3 separate regions of the Mus musculus genome follow, and regions 1 and 2 are each linked to region 3. A link is a contact called in public HiChIP or PLAC-seq data. All regions are on one chromosome and are shown on one strand. Each heading gives the region's core, a stretch centred on a gene start, on an enhancer-like site or on the middle of the called end of the contact. The rest is flanking DNA. Distances are from core to core; before and after follow the strand shown.

Region 1 (2,700 bases), core at 127-2,626, 510 kb after region 3:
TGTATGTGTATATATATATATATATATATATTGCTTGCTCTGTGCCAACACTGAGATAGCATTTGTTTTAAACATGAATAAGACATGATTCCAGACTCAAGTTCAAGCTGGCAGGAGAGACAGGTAATTGAACAAATAATACATCCTAATGAATACTGCAAAACTATGTCAAGAGCTATCCGAGTTCATTGTACTGTCAATGTCACCGGAGGGAGTCTAAAAAGAATCATCTATGAATTGGGTTTTGATAGATGATAAGACAGAAGGAAAAGCAAGCATTCTAGCAGACTATATGGACTCACATGGCACAGTGTTTGGAAAGGAATTAGGGGTGGCAATAAGATGACACTGAAAAGGTAAAATATGATGAGATAGGATGGTAAAAAACCCTGATGAATCGATATGCTTAAATTAGAACTTGAAAAAGTTTCAGGCGAATACATGTCACAGTAAGTATGGAAGGCTGAGGCGGGGACACCGGTTTGGGGTGGAGGAAGGGCAACTGTAACAGTCACAGTGAAAGAAGCAAAAAAACCTGGTGCAGTGTGAGTGGAATACAGAACGTAGGCAGTTCTGAGGTCCGTGTTCTGGAAAGGAGGACGGGAAGAAAAGAGAGTCCTCACTCTTGAGGAGCAGACACAGATGCTGGTAGCAATATAAAAAGCATGTGTCTTTCAAAGAAAACCTTAGAATGGGATAAAGAAAGAATGCGTGCAGACCACACACACCAATAAGCATCCTGTCCACACACATCACTCTGAAAGCAGAGAACTGCACTGTTCTTGAAAATGGTGGAATGCACACACTTGGAGCTTCTGAAACATTTGTCTGGAGAAAACCAGTTTTTCAACTTGAAACCGAATTTGGAAGGCCGCTGAGGGACTCAAACGATCCCAGCAGCTCCCTCAGGACCGTGGCTAAGTCCCAGGCGCAAACGCGGTCAAGTGTGCTGAGGTAAACTCAACAGTGACAAGTCCCTCAGGCCACCGCCCACGGAGCTCCCGAGTGGCAGGAAGGGGAACCCGGAAGGGGTGTCCCGCGGCGTGCAGGCCCAGGGTTTTCAGGGAACTTTCCGTACCTCAGTTCCCGGCAGGACCTCAGGGAGAGCACGGAGAGAGGAAGCCCGGCTCAGAGGCTCGCCCACGCGTGTAGTTATTCCACTGCGCTTCAGTCCCCCTGGGGCGACGACCACCCGCGAGGTGGAGTGCCCACGGAGTGGTCTCCGCGCCCTCGCTGCGCCTGCTCAGCGAGCGGACGCACAGTCCTGCTCACACAGCGGCGGGACGTACGGGAAACCCACTCGTCTCGGCCCCATCCCGGGCGGACCAGAACCTCCGCGACCCGCAGCCGCTGAGCGACAAGCCTCGCGAGACTTCCCTCTGCTGGTTCCCGAAGGCCCCACCCCCGGTAAACGGCTGGCCGTTGATTGGAGAACGGGGAGGGGGCGGGGCTTCTCTCCTCGCCCCCCTCTCAAGGTTTTGCTCTGCCGCTCGCACACTCTCGCGTGTTTTCCGAGGGGCTACCGGCCCGGACTGGAGGCGGAGAGGGGAGGTTGGGTGGGTAGGCTCTGCCTGTCCAGAGCCGAGGCTGGCTTGTCCCGGCCGTGGCTTAGTACTTTGTGGGGGGATCTCTCGGGTCGTCCTGACCGTTCTTCCCTACGGTTGATTGGGAACAAATGTTAAAGGCTTTTTTTTTCCCCTCACTTGCTCCGCCCTCTTCCGGTTCGGCCTCTGGTGGCTTCTAAGGAGAAGGGAAGATGGCGGGGCTGTGCGAGAGCGCCGTGCGCACGCGCGAGTCCGAGTGCGCTCTTGTGCTTGCACGCGCATGCGCGCGCCCCTGCGTTTAAGCAGCCGGAGTGTTGGGAGATGAGCCGGGCAGTCAGTCTTCTGCGGGTTGTACCAGACCGACTGTGCGCCGACTCCCCACCCACCCTCGTCCGCCTTCTCTCTCAGCCTCCGTTCATTCACTGCAGGACCAGGCACGAAAGTAAGCGAACCTCGATGCCGAGGTCTTCCCCATCCACTCACCTCGTTCGCCGCCCCCCACCCCCCTTGCAGTCAGGTGTGTGCAGAAGGTTTGCAGACAGGGACTTTGGCGGGGAGGGGCGGTGCGTTCCAGAGCAGCAGGAGGTAATAGCGGGACCCTAAGGTGGTTTGTTACCTTGAACACTTGCTGTTTCCCAGGTGCTTTAGAATGTAGGTTTAAAAAAAAAATTTTTTTTTTTTTGGTCTGTAAAATTTTAGGAGCGAAGCAGGGCAGTGCACCACATGTTCTGTGTTTATAAGAAAAAGTTTTAGAAGTGTTTTCTCTTCGCCAGCATGGGATAGCATCTGCTTGTTGTGGTCTACGTGGTGAATTACTGTAGTGTATTGCAAGTGGAGGGAGAGGATGAGTTTGAAGCCATAGAAAGACGCAATATGCAGTTACCGTAGGAGATGTGTGTCTATTTTGGGTTGTACTTTTGCTGTCAGTCTTTTCCTGTTGATTTCCCTTAGCCCCTAACAAGGATCACCATAAATACATTTGAGGAATTAGATCTGTGATTTGTAGGCATAAGAATCAAATACAATGTGCACAGATGTTTTCTTCTATTTTAAGTGCTTTGTAAAAGAAAAAAAGAAGTATGAACTAACTTCATTTGGTAGATAGACTGCATGGTATGATGTGGCATATTCTTTGAACTGGCACCATTACTTTGGC
Region 2 (2,767 bases), core at 49-2,548, 590 kb after region 3:
GTGGGCTGGTGATGTGGCTCAGTTGGTGGGAGGGAGAGGAAAAGGAAGAGAGGCATTGGAAATGAGAATACACTGCTTCTACACAAGGTGGGGTTTGTCCCACACCAAGACTCGAGACTGGCATTTCCTTTCTGTTCCTTGCTGTCTAAAACCTTTCCATCCCAGGCATCTTTGAATTGGAAGGCAAAACTCCCCTAAACTCTGATTTTGGTCAGCTGTGGTTTGATCACGGCATTCGCCTCTTCAGTATCTTCCACAGGGTAGGACCAAACATTTCTAAAACAGTACTCTAGAGGTGGACTGACACACAACAGAGGGGTTGCTCCCACTCATGTCCTGCCTCCAGTTTTATTTATTATAACCTTGTGTGTGTGTGTGTGGGGGGGGGGTTACAAAGGCTGTCACCGGTTCCTGGAGATGGAACCCAGTTACCCTCACTTGTGAGCCCTCACTGCCATCGCTGACCCACCCACTGACGGTCACCAGGGTGGTCACCATAGCAGCTGCAGCTGCTGGATCCTTTTATCCAGTCATGAACTTAAGAAAAACAGGATCCAAGAACAGCTCCACAGGAGTGTTTCCTCCTTTCCTCTTCTCTTCATTTGTGTCTTCTTCAACCCTTTCCTCCCTCTCAATTAACTTTTCCACTCAAAACATACATCCACTCAGACTCCAGCTTTTACGGTCAGGATTCTCCAGGCCTCTGCGTGGTGGTGCGAACACCACAGCGTTTCACCCACCCTACTCCCACCCCCTCCCACCCCCATCGCCTGCGGGCTCCTACTCTCAGCTGGACTGTCACCGGCGCGCCAAGTTCCAAGCAGCGTGGTTGCTCTGCGCCCTCTTCCAGTCGGCGTCCCTCAAGGCCGGTTCCATCTGAACCCTCGTGTCGGCAGTTTTCCTCCAAACCCCTCTAAGTCCCTTGCCTTTTGCAAATAGGGATTGTCTCTGCGCGCTCCGGGTCGTCCTGTCTACGCTGGCTGCACTGCACCCCTTCCCAGCCCGCATCTGGAAAGTCCTGGGTCTCTCCTGGGTCCTTGGGGTCGTCTTCCCTCCCCTCCCGGAGTCACTCCAGACTGTCGCTGCTGGTCTCGGGGCTGCCCCTCCAAGATCACCCTGAGCCAGAACCAATGCCCCCGGCTGAGTCCCCGTTACCCCCGCAGCGCCGCCCAGCGTGGCTCCCACGCCTCTGTCCTGGCCGCTTCGGGGTGGCCCGTCCCCCGAGAACTGGCCCCGCCCCGGCCCCGCTCCGCCCCTGGCCGCCCAGGCTTGATTGGCCACGCGCCCCCCTCCCCGGGGCTTCTCCCCGCCCTCTCGGTCCGTGGGCACCGCCACCTGGTCTAAAGAGTCCCCCAAGGGGACCTAGAGGCTCCGCTCAGGCCGGGAGCGAACTGTGGGGACGCAGAGGGCTCGCGGGCCAGGGAGGAGGAGCGAAGGTGTAGGACAGAACTTCGCCAGGAACAGGAAACCTACTGCTGGGCAGGGGCGGCGACGGCGGCGCGGGGCCATCGCAGTGTCCCCAGCGGTGGCCTCGCTGCCGCTCCTCGAGCAGAGCTGCTTGGACCCCTCTGACCCAGCGGGCCTGAGCTCACCCTTGCGTGCAGCGGAGACAGCAGGGACAGCCACAGGAGCGTGAAGCAGCATGTCTGACAAAATGTCCAGCTTCCTCTACATTGGGGACATCGTGTCCCTGTACGCGGAGGGCTCGGTCAATGGCTTCATCAGCACCCTGGGGTAAGCAGGACGTGCTTTGAGCAGCGCCAGCCAACTCGGGTCCCTGTCCCTCTGGCGCGCGGCTTGTCTGGGGTCTGCGCCTGGGACAGCCCCGGGTCCCCTAGGTCTCAGCGCGCAGGAAGCCGCGAGCGCTTCTCAGCAACTTCATAATCTCCAACCCGAGACACATCCGAGAAGAGGAAGTGGTTCGCACGCCCCAGACAGGCCCTGCGAGCCTGCCTTCCCTGCCTTGTTTTGATTAAAATGTGTGTTTTCTCCTCATCTTCCCTATGGCCCGTTCTCAGCGCGCGGCTGGAAAGAAGGGTGGGTTGAAGTCCCAGGCTTTGGCCATGAAAGTAGGCGATGTGCACCGCGCAAATGTGGCTTTGTCCTGCTGGAGGAGATTACCAGCCCCTCTTCGCTGAAGTAATTTCCTTTTGGCCTTGCCAAAGGAGGACTCACTCCTCAGGCTTTGCCAAAACTGGCCTCCTGGGCAGCCAGGGTTCTAGAACTCAGCTATTCTCTCTCCCTGTCCATCCCCTTCGCCCAGTGAAAGGAGTTCAGCCTACTGCAAGGCCCTTGTGATTCGAGTTTGTATATGAACTGGGGAAATACTGATGTATATCATACAGAAAAGCAGCGTGTTAGTTAGGTTAGGACCATTTCTGGTTTCTAGAAAATTCCTTCATGGTGTTCGCGCTGGTGAACAGTTAATTGCACTCTATGATATATTTTAGTGCACAGGTAGTTTTTGGTTACTTCACAGGACTTGCCTCAGACTGTCTTATCTGAGGAGATTGAGGCTGGTGACTGCTCTCAGCTGTTAGGTATTGGAGTCCTGTCCCCCGGGCTGTGAGGGAGAGAGCCTTTCTGTGACTGTGTTGCGTGCCCAGTGCCTTCTCTGGAGGACACCAGTGGCTCCACAGTTCCTGTTCTTTGTTCATTTCCCCACAGATTGTGGGAAGGAAGGTTTAATTGAATATCTTTTCCATGTTATTTGCTCCTGAGATTGAAGTGTGAAAGAAGTACTTAGTCCAAGTGTTTCTGCTTGATC
Region 3 (2,762 bases), core at 122-2,621:
TAAGCAAGATGCCATCGCCTCTGGCCAGCAAACACCAGGGCAATGAATGAAGGGTGCAGACACCCCCTTTGCACTTACCGCTTCTGGTTCATGGAGGCCACCTGCAGCCACTCGTTGGTGATGGGATTGTAGGAGTGTGCGGCAGAGATCTCCTGGCTGGTGATCCTGTAACCACCCACGATGAAGAGGTAGTTGTCCAAAATGGCTGAGCCGTAGCCCCTGACGTTCACCAGGTCGGGGGGCAGGTTGTTGGCCAGGGGGAACCAGCGCTCCGTGGTCTCCTCGTACCTAAGCATGGACGGGGGTTCCCCCTGATACGGGTGCGGGGCAAGGGGTCCCCCGAGGAAGTCCCCCAGGGCCACCAGGACCGGGGTCCCGCGCATGCGGGCCTCCCTCAGCCTCTGCTTCAGGCTGCAGTCCCCGGGGGCCTGCGGCGGCGACAACAGTAGCGGGAATTGCGGCTGACACAGCACCTGGTGGAAGCGCAGCACCATGAAGCGCAGGCAGGCGTCCTGCAGGTCGGGCAGTCCGTACACCTGCGCCAGGCGGTACAGCTCCAGGCAGTTGCCCAGACGCACGTGCGACAGCAGCAAGCGCAGAAGCGCCGTGACCTGCAGAAAGGACGCGGCCTCCACCATCTCGGACAGCACACTAGCCTCGGCCAGCTCGTCCTCGCTCAGGCCCCAGCCCTCGCGCGCGCCGCCCGCGTTGATGAAGTCCAGCACCAGCCGCAGGCCCGGAGCGCTCAGGCCGCGCAGCTGCTGCACCTCCGGGCCCACCTCGGGCCGCACGGCCTCGCGCATGCCGGAGCGGTAGAGCGCGCGGAAGTAGTCGCTCTGTTCGATCAGCTTGCTCTTGCTCACCGGGTAGCAGCGGTCTTCCAGGCGGATCTGCACCATCTCCTCGGCCGACATGGCTGGGCCGCTGCGCCCCGCCGCTCGGCCGCTCAGGCTCCTCCCCCGGGCGCACAGCCTCCGCCGAGCCCGGCCTGCGCTCTCGCTTCCTTCCTTCCGCCGCCGCGGGCCGCGGGCCCCGGGCTCAGCCCCGCCGGTGCGTCACACGCCCTCCGAGTAAACGGCCTCTCTGATCTTTAATCCATGTGTCTATGTGGGTTCCTCCGCTACAATGCAGGTGCCAGGAAGCCAAAGGCGGCAGATCACCCTGCAGCCTGAGGTAAGGGCGGTTGTGAGCTGCCCTACGCGGAAACGGAGCTCCTGTCCTCCGCAGCAGGAGTGTGCACTCTTAACCACTGTGCATTTCTCCAGCACGGTGTTGTTAGGAAACAAACAAACGCGTCGGTTCGCGGTGCTCGCCCCCTACGCACAAGTCACCGTACTTGATCTTCTGGTGTTTCCCGCAGCCCCACAGTCCCTGTGTGAGTTTTCCTGGGCCAGTCAGTACTGCGAGGTTTTAGATCCGCGGGGTGGTTCCAGAGTGGACTAACGGATTACTAGGGCTAAGCAATTTATTAGAAGAGTTATTAACTCCATGGACAAGACAGACAGATAGGAAGGCAGGCAGTGGCATGGTTCAAACCCCAGCACCAAGACAGCAGAGTCTCTGAGCAGCAAAAAGGGCAGGTGGGTGGAGAGGATGCGGAGATGGGGATGCGGAGATGAAGATGCGTCAGAGCTGTCCCCTCTGGGTAGCACTTGCCCGCTCTCATCCCTATCTACCCCACCACCACCATCCCATCATAGCTGTTAGGAAAGAACATTTTCCTATGTTCCCTGGCGGGACGCTTGGTTAGAAGGCTGGATCCCAAAGGCTGTAATGAAGCGATAGTGTCTGCCCTGGTACCCATGGTGCCCTGCCTTGCATTCCCCAGCATTACTGTGTCCGTCGGCTGCTTCACAGAGAGAGGGCTGTCGGCCATTATATTCTGCAGAATACACACAAAGGTAAGGAACTATGAAGTACAGAAAACATTCTAGCAGGATCCGGCCTTCCCATGGGAAAGAGACACAACACATGGACCTGAGGCTTGCTATGCCTTACTTTCTTGGATACTCTGAGAAACTTGGAACACAGCCCCGTGATTGACAGGCCTGCAATCATTCCTGGCAGGCTTCCGTTCCCCATCTGTCACTCTCAGTGTTTGGGGTATGAGGAGGGTTTCAGGTGAGGGGCCAAGGATTTAGTAGATTCTACAGCAAGGCAAAATGCCACAGCTACCATTAGACATCAGGCTGGGGGCTTCTGGGAGGGCTGACTTAAAAAAGGCTGGACCTGGATCTGTCTGCGCCTCCATCAGCAAGGCAGGATTCAGTGAGTCACCAGAAGAACAGGCTCTTAGTCTCTGGCTCTTTAGAATCTTTACCAATGGAAGCTTTTGTTTCCAGACCAACTGGTATTCTCTTGCCTTTTAAAACAAACCAGAAAGCCAACCTTTGAGAATGATTCTCATTAGAGAGGCAATTCAACCCTGGTCACATTACCACAGTGAGGTCAGCTGGACTGCAATCTGAAGTGGTACCTGACAATACTGGGCACCGCTCCTGCAAGATTTTAACCCCTGGCCATACGATGGGGCATCTTAAAAGATCCAATAACTTCAGTAAACCACACAGTGTTCTAAAAAGCTGGGCATAAAGACAAATACATATAAACTTCTTTGTTACAAAGTATTTAAGCTATAGTAGTATCAAGGCTTCATGAACACGTTGTTTAATGTCATCATTGAGTGGATGAAGCTGTCATTGATCATTAAACACTGACAATTGGTGCTCAGGGTCACAGCCCTAAGGGGCTCACTGCTGTTG

The links. HiChIP or PLAC-seq counts read pairs in DNA pulled down with a chosen protein or histone mark.
Region 1: a contact with region 3 is called in an H3K27ac HiChIP or PLAC-seq map of microglia, with 6 times the contacts expected there. The contact joins the promoter of Fgfr1op2 here to the promoter of Klhl42 in region 3. A contact is called at or near these places in 1 of 39 promoter capture datasets (pre-B cells), 3 of 484 Hi-C or Micro-C datasets (CD4 T cells, LSK cells and regulatory T cells), 3 of 115 datasets of contacts at active chromatin or transcription factors (memory CD8 T cells, microglia and thymic regulatory T cells) and 2 of 9 other capture datasets (adipose tissue and liver).
Region 2: an H3K4me3 HiChIP or PLAC-seq map of the 230-238 cell line shows a contact between it and region 3, with 10 read pairs. The contact joins the promoter of Itpr2 here to the promoter of Klhl42 in region 3. A contact is called at or near these places in 1 of 484 Hi-C or Micro-C datasets (CD4 T cells) and 2 of 115 datasets of contacts at active chromatin or transcription factors (the 230-238 cell line and memory CD8 T cells).

Annotation. Positions count from the first base shown.
Region 1 is chr6:146,576,587-146,579,286 of GRCm38.p6, reverse strand. It overlaps Fgfr1op2 (FGFR1 oncogene partner 2), which reads right to left and starts at 1,376. Exons shown (of 7, transcript NM_026218.2): 1 at 1,079-1,376. Ints13 (integrator complex subunit 13) reads left to right here and starts at 1,452. Exons shown (of 18, transcript NM_138757.2): 1 at 1,452-1,986.
Region 2 is chr6:146,500,754-146,503,520 of GRCm38.p6, reverse strand. Itpr2 (inositol 1,4,5-triphosphate receptor 2) reads left to right here and starts at 1,298. Exons shown (of 57, transcript NM_019923.4): 1 at 1,298-1,734. The coding sequence starts at 1,643.
Region 3 is chr6:147,089,684-147,092,445 of GRCm38.p6, reverse strand. Klhl42 (kelch-like 42) reads right to left here and starts at 1,371. Exons shown (of 3, transcript NM_001081237.1): 1 at 79-1,371. The coding sequence starts at 914.